Linked DNA regions of Capsicum annuum: region 2 is linked to region 1. The links are chromatin contacts, called in public Hi-C maps. All regions are on one chromosome and are shown on one strand. The core of a region is the stretch at or near the end of the contact, and the rest is flanking DNA. Distances in the headings are between cores, read along the strand shown. Region 1 holds the start of LOC107862603 (quinolinate synthase, chloroplastic). Region 2 holds the start of LOC107865990.

The links. A called contact is a pair of places that touch in the nucleus more often than the background predicts.
Region 2: a contact with region 1 is called in a Hi-C map of leaf, with 2.7 times the contacts expected there. The contact joins the promoter of LOC107865990 here to the promoter of LOC107862603 in region 1. A contact is called at or near these places in 2 of 5 Hi-C or Micro-C datasets (leaf and placenta).

What each region holds. Positions count from the first base shown.
Region 1 is chr3:245,330,224-245,335,065 of UCD10Xv1.1, forward strand. It overlaps LOC107862603 (quinolinate synthase, chloroplastic), which reads left to right and starts at 2,925. Exons shown (of 7, transcript XM_016708235.2): 1 at 2,925-3,981. The coding sequence starts at 3,253.
Region 2 is chr3:245,565,657-245,570,498 of UCD10Xv1.1, forward strand. LOC107865990 reads left to right here and starts at 1,952. Exons shown (of 9, transcript XM_016712173.2): 1 at 1,952-2,428; 2 at 3,284-3,969; 3 at 4,077-4,288. The coding sequence starts at 2,010.

The sequences.
Region 1 (4,842 bases), core at 1,675-4,174:
AGAGGTCCAAATTTATTAGAATAACTTTTTCTTTTTAGTCGTTTTTTCCTTTTCTACTTTGACATACTCTCCCAATAAGATGAAATAGATGCTCTATTTGGTATAACAAAAAATATTTTTAAAAAACATTTTGAAGAAAATATGTTACATTTGCTGTTTGGCATCAAAATATTTTCCACCAAATAAAAAAAAACACTCATCCCTTAGATGAAAGTTATTTTTTCCCACAACTTTTCATGGCCGAATAAATAAAATAATATGTACAAATAATATTTCTTGAACCAAAAGCAATTTAATGAGCTATGTCATGTTTAGAAAAATTTGAATCAATAAAATTAAATTATAAATTCGTCTCTTCAATTATATATATATCAGTGTGTTAACTTCATATCATTGTTCTAACACACACTAGGACATCATTATCACTTCTTGAAAAATTTAATCAAATAGTATCCAAATTTTCACTCGATGTTTCAATGAAAAATATTTTCAAAAGATAAATAACTCTTTAGAAAATATTTCCATCAGAAATAATATTTTTATTTTTTAGAAGAAAATATGAACTTTCTCAAAATTTTGAAAATTGAGTACCACTCACAACAAAAGGGAAACTTTAAATTATGTGGTGTGTGTTTATTTTTTAGTTTCAGAATTTGAAGAGTGTTTTTTTAACGGATAGAGTTATAAAAGAATTAAATGTAGATATTAATTATGAAAAAAATTATGTATTATTTTATGTAAATATAAATATTATATTAATTTTATACCTGAAGAAATTACTTTCTAACTAGCAATCAAATATACTATGATTTATATAAAATTTATCATATAAATAACTCACCATCGAATTATCTACAATCCCTCAGCGTCAATAGCTTGTTCTTTTTCCATACCAACAGATTTGCCCATATCCTTCAACGGTGGAATACATTATTTCCTTCACATTAAAAATTTAAAATAATGAAATTCCTTGTATTTAAAAATGTGCTACTTGACACTTCATGTTACTATCAGTGAAGGAACAATTTACTAAATTCCGACAAATACAAGTACAGTCCAATCTCTCTTATTCTTTTTCTTTTTTAATAATTGTGTTTGAGTCTGTTTGTTTGTGTGCATTTTGATATCTGTCATCTTTCACCAATAACAAATATCAAGTAATTATATTCAATAAATTTTGAATAGAAGAAAAAAAATTATCTAGCATTTATATCTATTGAGAATTGAATATCACATTTCATGATGTTCAATCCAACTTCTTTGAAAGTACTTAATCAAATCTCTTTATAGTAGCAATCATTGCTGCTATTAAGAAATGATTTATATATACGTATTAATATTTGACGTCCAGATCTCATTTAGTTGTTGTGTATAAATAAAATTAAAAAGAACATAGGTATAACAAGACAAACATTAATAACTCTTTCCTCATGGAGTTATGAAATAATTGATGTGCATCATTTTTAAATATTATTTCTTTCTTAAATTAAATATTCGTAGCTTAAAAGTTACTGTGTCCATGACATTAATAATGATTATCACAAATATTTTGATATATTACTATGTACATACAATAAACTTTTATAAAATATATTTACATAATATTTGAGTATGCTATTGTAGAGAAGTAATTTTATAAAGAGTTTATCACCATAATAAATGTTATTGCTGTGAGGTCGTATAATAATTTTGAAATAAAATATAGAATTATTGTATCTTACATTTAATTGGAGGTATTAATTAATTTTAAAATAATTTATTATATATATATATAGAGAGAGAGAATAACATGTCTAAAATAGTTAACCCTAAAATAATTAATACGTTGCCAGTGAAACGACCCCTAAGAATGTATCTAACTTAATTTTGTGGATAACAAGTTTACTACTTTGTCAAAAGTTAGTACTATCTTCGTTCCATTTTATATGTCATTAGTTAATCGGGCATAAAATTTAAAAAATAAGTGATGATTTTATAAAATTTATAAAATTTTCTGTTAATGTTTACTTTTTAGTAGTTTTTTTTTTAATAAGTGGAACCTACTAAAGATAAAATGAAAATGATATCATTAAATAATTATCAAATAAAAAAGAGTGACATTCTTTTTTAGACGGACCAAAAAGAAAATAATTGACACATAAAATGAGACAGAGGAATTATGTTGTCAGGAATAGAGCTGTCAATACGGGTCGGCTCAGCCCATCCGAGTTAGCCCACACGAGCGTTGAGTTTGACGGATCAAGTGAGGCTGACCCATCAAAATAATGAATCAAAAAACATCAAGTCCACACCATTACTCTGTGGGCTGCGAGTCTCACGAGCCAGCTCACTTTTTTAAAAAATTATATTTTATAATTTAATTCTAGAATATTAATAAATATACATATTATCAGACAATATTTTATAGTGTTAATACTTATTAATCAAATCCCCAACACCTTAAAAAATACTCCTAACAACGAAATTAAATAACTTTTGACATGATATCTTTTGAGTCAAATAAAAATCTAAAAATTATACAAATACACAACGTATGTTTTCAATATTATAAAAAATTTCCAATTTTCTAAATTTATTACAAAAATCCCAATATATACATAAAATGTTATATATATATCGACTATGTTATGTATATTAATAGGGAGAGAGAGTAAAATAATTAAAAAAGTGGAATAGTGTATAGTTACTTTCAAAAGAATTGTTATTTATGTTATTTATATAATAAAAATACTAAAAAACAATCTAAATAATTTCATGCATTTAATTTACGAACTGACCTATGAATTAGCTCAATTCATATTGCTCAAGCCTTATAAGTTACGAACTTATATGAACCGAACTAAAAAATCTTCTTCTTAAATAAACTGTAAAAATTAAAATTTAATTCTATTAAATTACAGACAGAATGAACCAGCCGGTATTGACGGCTGTAGTTAGGAGTCAACTTGACAAAAAGAGTCATTATAGATACTGGTATTTGTGCTTACAATTTTCGCGGGTGATTCGGTGGGTATTTCGCCACATCCCCTCCCCCCACACACACTATTAATTCCAAGGCCCTGCTCCCTCGCTCCCCATCTCTCTTGTGCACGCCCCATACAAAATCCATTTTTCCCTACCGCCACTTTACCCGCACTTCGAGAACACAACCTTTTCATTTCTCACCTTCTTCTTCCTTCCCCCCCCCCCCCCCCCCCCCCCGGCCGTTTTCTCCTCTCTCTCTCTCCCTCTTCTTTCTATCACAATTCTGTTATGGATGCCGCAAATTTAGCCATGGTATCTTCTTTTTCCAAAACCCCATCTCCACTTTCTACTGCCAAACCCATTACGAGAGCACCATTTTCTGTTTTTTCACTGCCTTCTACCTTTAAGCCACTCGTAAAATGCATACAGAAGCCCTCCAATTCAACCTTTACATGTTCAGCCGTAACTTCTTTTCCTTCCCATTCCGATGTTTCTTCCTCCTCTTCTTCTTCAACGAAGCTAAAGCTTCTGATTTCAGAATTCAAATCACTTGTCGAATCAATCGATCGCGTGAAGCGTCTCTTGCACTACGCAGCACTTGTCCCTCCCATGGATGCGTCTCTTAAAACAACGGAGAATCGAGTTCCAGGTTGTACTGCGCAGGTGTGGCTGCATGTGAGTATAGATGAGGAAGGGAAAATGAGATTCTTAGCTGACAGTGATTCGGAGATGACCAAAGGGTTTTGCGCGTGTTTGGTTTGGATGCTTGATGGGGCGGCTCCGGGTGAAGTGTTGGCGTTGAAGACGGAGGATTTAAATGGTTTGAATGTTGTCGGGTTGAACGGGAAAGGATCTGCATCTAGGGTGAATACATGGCATAATGTGTTGGTCAGCATGCAGAAAAGAACAAGGGCTGTTGTAGCGGAGAGCCAAGGGAGGCCGCGGAGCGGGCCCTTCCCGTCTCTAGTAGTGACTGCTGATGGTATTCAACCTAAAGGGAGTTATGCTGAGTCCCAGGTGCTCTTTCTGTTCCCTCTTCCCAGTGGCGAAACTAGAATTTTTGCTAAAAAGCAATTTGTGACCTAAATAGTTCATTTAATTTCTGATATATACGATGCTCCCGGGTCACTGGGTTCACGCCAACACATTCTCCCCTCCCTAGATCATATACAAGTAGTGTTATATTTTTCTAAAATTATTTAAATATGGATTTGTGAACCCACGCTCGAACTATTTTCATAATAGTGCACCGGTCCTCTCGAAATCCTGGATATGCCCCTCCCTGCCTCCGACGATGTTTAAAGAAAAAAAAAGAAACTTTTGAAATTTATGGTCTAAATCTATATTACATATTTGTGTGGTTGTAAATCATTTCATTGCGGATAAAAGAGAAGTTTCAACGTTAAATTGCTTCTAATTATAATAAGGTAATTTTTTTTGGTACAGACTAAAAAGGAATTAAAGGGTGCCACCTAAAATAGGGCGGAAGGAGCATGGTTTTCGAATTGACCTTCACTATGTGGCTATGCCAATTTAGCTGTTATGTATTAACCTTCTTGAAACAACTAAGGAATTATTTTCTTTAAAAAAAACAGTCCGGTGCACTAAAACTCCCGCTATGCGTAGGGTCTGGGAATGGTTCCCACAACAAGGGTGTAGTGTACGCAGCCTTACCTCGCCTTACTTACCACAAGGATGTATTAGGGAATTATATAGGAGGAAAAAGTGAAAGACATAATGGGACTTGACATTTAAAGCTTTAGTGTCTCATAACTTTGTTGTGAACTGAATTCTATATCTCATGGCCAATTTTTGGCAACTAGGAAATACTTGTTCAACATTTATTTTGTCCTAGACTATTAACTTTCATTTGTTATA
Region 2 (4,842 bases), core at 702-3,201, 230 kb after region 1:
AATTTCAACTCTCTAAATATATTACAAAAATCTCAATATATACATAAAATGTTATGTATATGTATATTAATAGAGAGAGAATAAAGTAATTAAAAAGTAGGATATGTGTAATTACTTCCAAGATAGGTATACAGTGTCCAAATTAGAAAACCCATGAATCTTTACAACAAAATGCCAAATAAATTGGGCTTTCCCATAACCCAGCTCAAACAAAGTGCTGGCTAAGAGGCCCATACTTTACTGCTTCATCCTCTTGCCCAATTAAGTCCAAAGTTGGTTATCCTATTGCTTCCACTAAATTCTGATGATATTCAAGTTACTAATTCTGGGAAAGTAGTTCCAGCAGTATACTCCATTGAGTGCATATATGTTTGGCTCATCATTAGTGTTAAATCCCCGCGCTCTGATCATTAGCGTGTATATTTCAATCATAGTATCCGATCGACCAATTTGCATAGCCTATATTTAAGGCTTTAAGCTATATCTAGCCGTGTGCAAAAATCGAATCGATCGATAAATTGAACCGATAAAAATAATAATGGATTATTGGTATTGGGTTATTGGGTTAACGGTTTCTTATTGGTTTTCTAAAAAATTTTATTGGGTAAACAGTTCGATTTCGGTTTTAGCTTACTGACCCAATAAGGATACACTAAATTATTATTTTATATCCCTATTTATGTTATATATATAAATCTCTCTCTATATATATATTTATTATATTCACTGATTACAAAGTATTAACCTATTCAGGGCAACAAAGGCACAATATAAAACTCGGCTATTATCGTATTGAAAAGCTTGAAGCATTTATAGCTTTCAATAATTACGATTCAATTTTTTTTCGCACTAACATTCAGTTTAAGTTTGAAGATTTTTGTAAACTAAAATACATTGCATAGGATTTTGGCGATAACTAAGATTTCGTTTTTTATGTTAGTTGTTACTATTTCTATTGTATAAGTATTTTCTTATTGGTTAAACCGAAAATCGAACCGTTAAGGACCAAAAATCAATAAACCGAAACCGATAAGAAAATATCTTATGGGTTGGTTATTGGTTTTACATATTTAAAAATCGAAAATCGATAAATCAAACCAATAACACATAAAACCGAACCGAACTGATCGATGCACACCCCTAGCTATATCTGTATCTACCTGAGAATTAAATTTATCTTTATGTAATTTTTGTTTTTCTCTACCATCAACATTAATTTATCTAAACTCTTTTCAAAGTTTCTTTATTTGAGGTTAGTTATCTAAATTTTAAGTCATTTGGTAATGTGATATAAAAGATAATAATCCTTAAATAAAATTTGAGATGAACTTTATTTATACGTTTGATTTGAAGTATTAACTAATTTTGAGATTATTTTATAACCCACGTGGAGGGTGGGATTAATAATCTCGTGGAATATTCTGGCTGAGCCGCCTAAGTGACATCCAATATTCACATCAAGGTGATATTGGTATGGCTCTTCTTTGACGATGTAAGGACCCATGTTTTTTCCTCAAAATACACATCATCTGTTCTAATTTTGATGAATAGAGTTACCTAGTACACGTTGTTGATAGAAGGTGGTAGATATTTCGTGAAATTAGTTGAGGTACACGAAAGGTCTAAACACCACAATCAAAAAAAAAAAAAAAAACTCTTTGGTTTTGCTAGCTTGTATGGTGTATTACTAATTAAGATCTCCCAGCCATAAGTAACTGTTACTAGCTAGTTATATAGAAATGGACAGGAAGGAATTTATCATTTTTTGCAACTTCCTGGAATTCGCCTATATATTTGACAGGGCAAACCTCCAAAGAAGCGGATTTTCACAAGGCTACACCAAGAAAAGACAACGTTTGTGCCGGCCAAATGTTACTACAACATTTTCTAATCATTTATTTTAGCTATGTTTCTACAATGTTGTCTTTCTCACCTCCTCTATGTTCAGCTAAGATTTTCCTGCATTTCCATTAGTTCTGGAGATTCGCTTCCCCTAGTAGAATTGCGCGATGGAGAAGAGATTCAACAGGAACCTGTCAAACGAAAGCAGAGGATCCTCAAAGAGCTTGCAGAGGATAATAGCAGAGAACAGAAAGCCTGCTAGTCCTGTCCCTGACTTGACTGATTTTATGAATGACATGTTTTTCGGGACACCAGGTCCGGATAAAAGATCGTATAATCTGAAGGGAATTAACACTAATTCGATGGACGATGATGATGATTTCGACTCGAGTACAAGGAGTGTTAGCAGCAGATTAACTCAGGAGTGGCTTCAGGAAGCTAAGCAAATGGTAGCTTCATCTCCTGGTCGTGGAAGTGAGTCACCCCCAAGGCGGCTAGTGACTTCCCCTAGGTTTGCAACATCTCATGCTAGGATTGCAGAGTCTCATACTGAAGGCAGAGATCCCCTATCTAGATCTGCTAGAAGGTATTTAAAGCCTAAGTTGCTCAGATTCTTCAAAAAATGTACTACTTTTGAAAGATCCGACACACACCATATGACATTTTTGAAGAGTCCGAACAACAAAGTTTAAAGTTCTTTCTCGCTCCCTCTTTTTTTTTTTTTTTCGTACAATCAAATATTGCATTGTACAGACTATGATCAAAGTACAACAAATGAAAAGGAAATCAACAAATATTACCAGCAAACTTAACAAGTTTGTACCAAAGTACAGAAAAGATACATGGTAACTTAATATTATACTCCCTCTAGTACATATTAAGTGAATTTTTGGGGGTAATGCGCACCCCTTAAGAAAAACACAATTTAAATATTACTTTCACTGTTACCCTTTTTATTATTTTCAAACTATTCTTAAAAGTAGGGAAGGGGAGCCTTAGAATAACCGGTAAAGTTGCCTCCATGGGTTCAAGTCAGTGCATCGGGCTGTCCTTTATTCTTAAAAGTAGGAAAGTCATGAATATGACTTTATAAGTAGTGTAACTTATCACCTAGAAAAGGTAAAGTAATAGTTAACCTCACTAAAACAAAGGGCAAAAATGAAAAAAAAAGTATCATAAGTTCACTTAATATGGATTAGAAGGAGTACTTCCTTAATAACCAATCTTGAAGACATTTTCTTCTGTTTATGATCGCTAAGTATGCAACATGTGTCAAAAACTAGTGTATTAAAAGTTAAACACATCTAGTTGATTAGATGGTGATAATTCCGATAGGACAAGGGAGCATTTGATGGTTGACCTAATTAGCTTCGAGTTATGTTTTATAATACATATATAGATGGTGATACTTTACAATAGATTTGCTTTGCTGGAAAAACAGGCATAGATCAGTAGTGGGGATCAGTGAAGAAATCCTCTCAAAAACAGCAAAACACAACCGCAACAAATCAGAACTGTCTAACAATCCTCCTTCAGCTAGCACATCAAACGTTCATGATTGGATCTCGGACAACTTCAAACCTCCAAATGATGGGCCCACATTCGAGCCCACTTCTCTCAAGCCCAACAATGAGCAGCAACCCCCGCTCACCCTCCCACCCCGCCAATCAATCAGTCGTCGAACGCGGTTCCATACAAACTCCAATGCACCTCAGCCACAGTCTAACAACTCTCCAAAACGAACATTCAAAATTCCCGCCACTGTCTCAACGGACAATGTATCACACTTTTTAGATGACAAGCCACTTTCTCCACCCAAAAATCTCATTGAATCTGCTCATCGGAGATCGATTTCATCGACTACATGCTCGATCCCTGACGATCGGATCCTTTCGCCTCCGAGGAATTTAGTAGAGTCAGCTCATCGTAGAACTATCTCCGCATCCACGTCTGCTTTCGAGAAGGTTTTGCAGAAGAACGATGTGGATAGGGATAAAGTCAAGGAGGAAGATTTGAAGAGTCAGGTATTGAATCGGTTTTTGATGGAGCAGAGAGACAAAATTAACGACATTTTTTGTGGGAAGATAAAAGGGAAAGCCAAAATTGTGCTCTCTGGACCTTCCAACAGTTGAGTTAATTCCAGCTGATATTTTTTTTTTCCAATTTTGATAGATAAATCGTGTGTTTTGGCTTTTGGTTTCGGTTAATTCACTGAGTGAATTGAAATATTGTAGGTACAAGCTCAATGGTGGCAGCAATTTGCTATGCTTGGTTGTTGGAAAATAGGACGAGGGCTAATGAGCAAGAAGGAGGAGATGCGGATACAATTCAAGTGGTGGTTCCTGTGATGAATATGACAAGAGGGAAAACGTTGAAGCAGCGTCAAGCGCCACGACTTTTTCACCTTGTTGGTCTTGATACCAAATCACTGCTCTTTTCTGATGAGGTATTGTACTAGTAGCAAGATCTTGAGACTCTTTGATATGAAGTTAATTTTCCTTTGTTGTCAAGTTTGCAGCCATGCTATGTGCTTCAACATTGATGTATTGTACTTTGTGAACTGTGAACATGATCGAAAAAACTTAATCAAACCTAAAGATTAATCTCAAATTTTATGTGTCAGAGTGGTTAGAATCTCGCAGTCGCTGCGGAATGGACTGGTGGTCTGCTTATATGGACTTAAACAATAGGCATAAGTGTCATATCGTTACATGATATGAGCCAGGTCCATCCCTGTTTAGGCTCCCAGTCTCGTCCACGGTCTAGTTGGGCCTAGGCGCGAAGTGGGTATTAGAGTGGGTTAGAGTTCCACATTGGCTGGGGAATAGATGGTAGTTTGTTTAGATGGATTTGAACAATCCTCCTCTCATATTTGAACAATCCTCCTCTCATGAGCTAGCGTTTAGGGTTAAGTTAAGCCCGGGTGCCATATCTTTATGCTATGTATCTTTAGGAGACACAATTCGACAATCTTTAGCGAGTTATATATATCATGTTTGT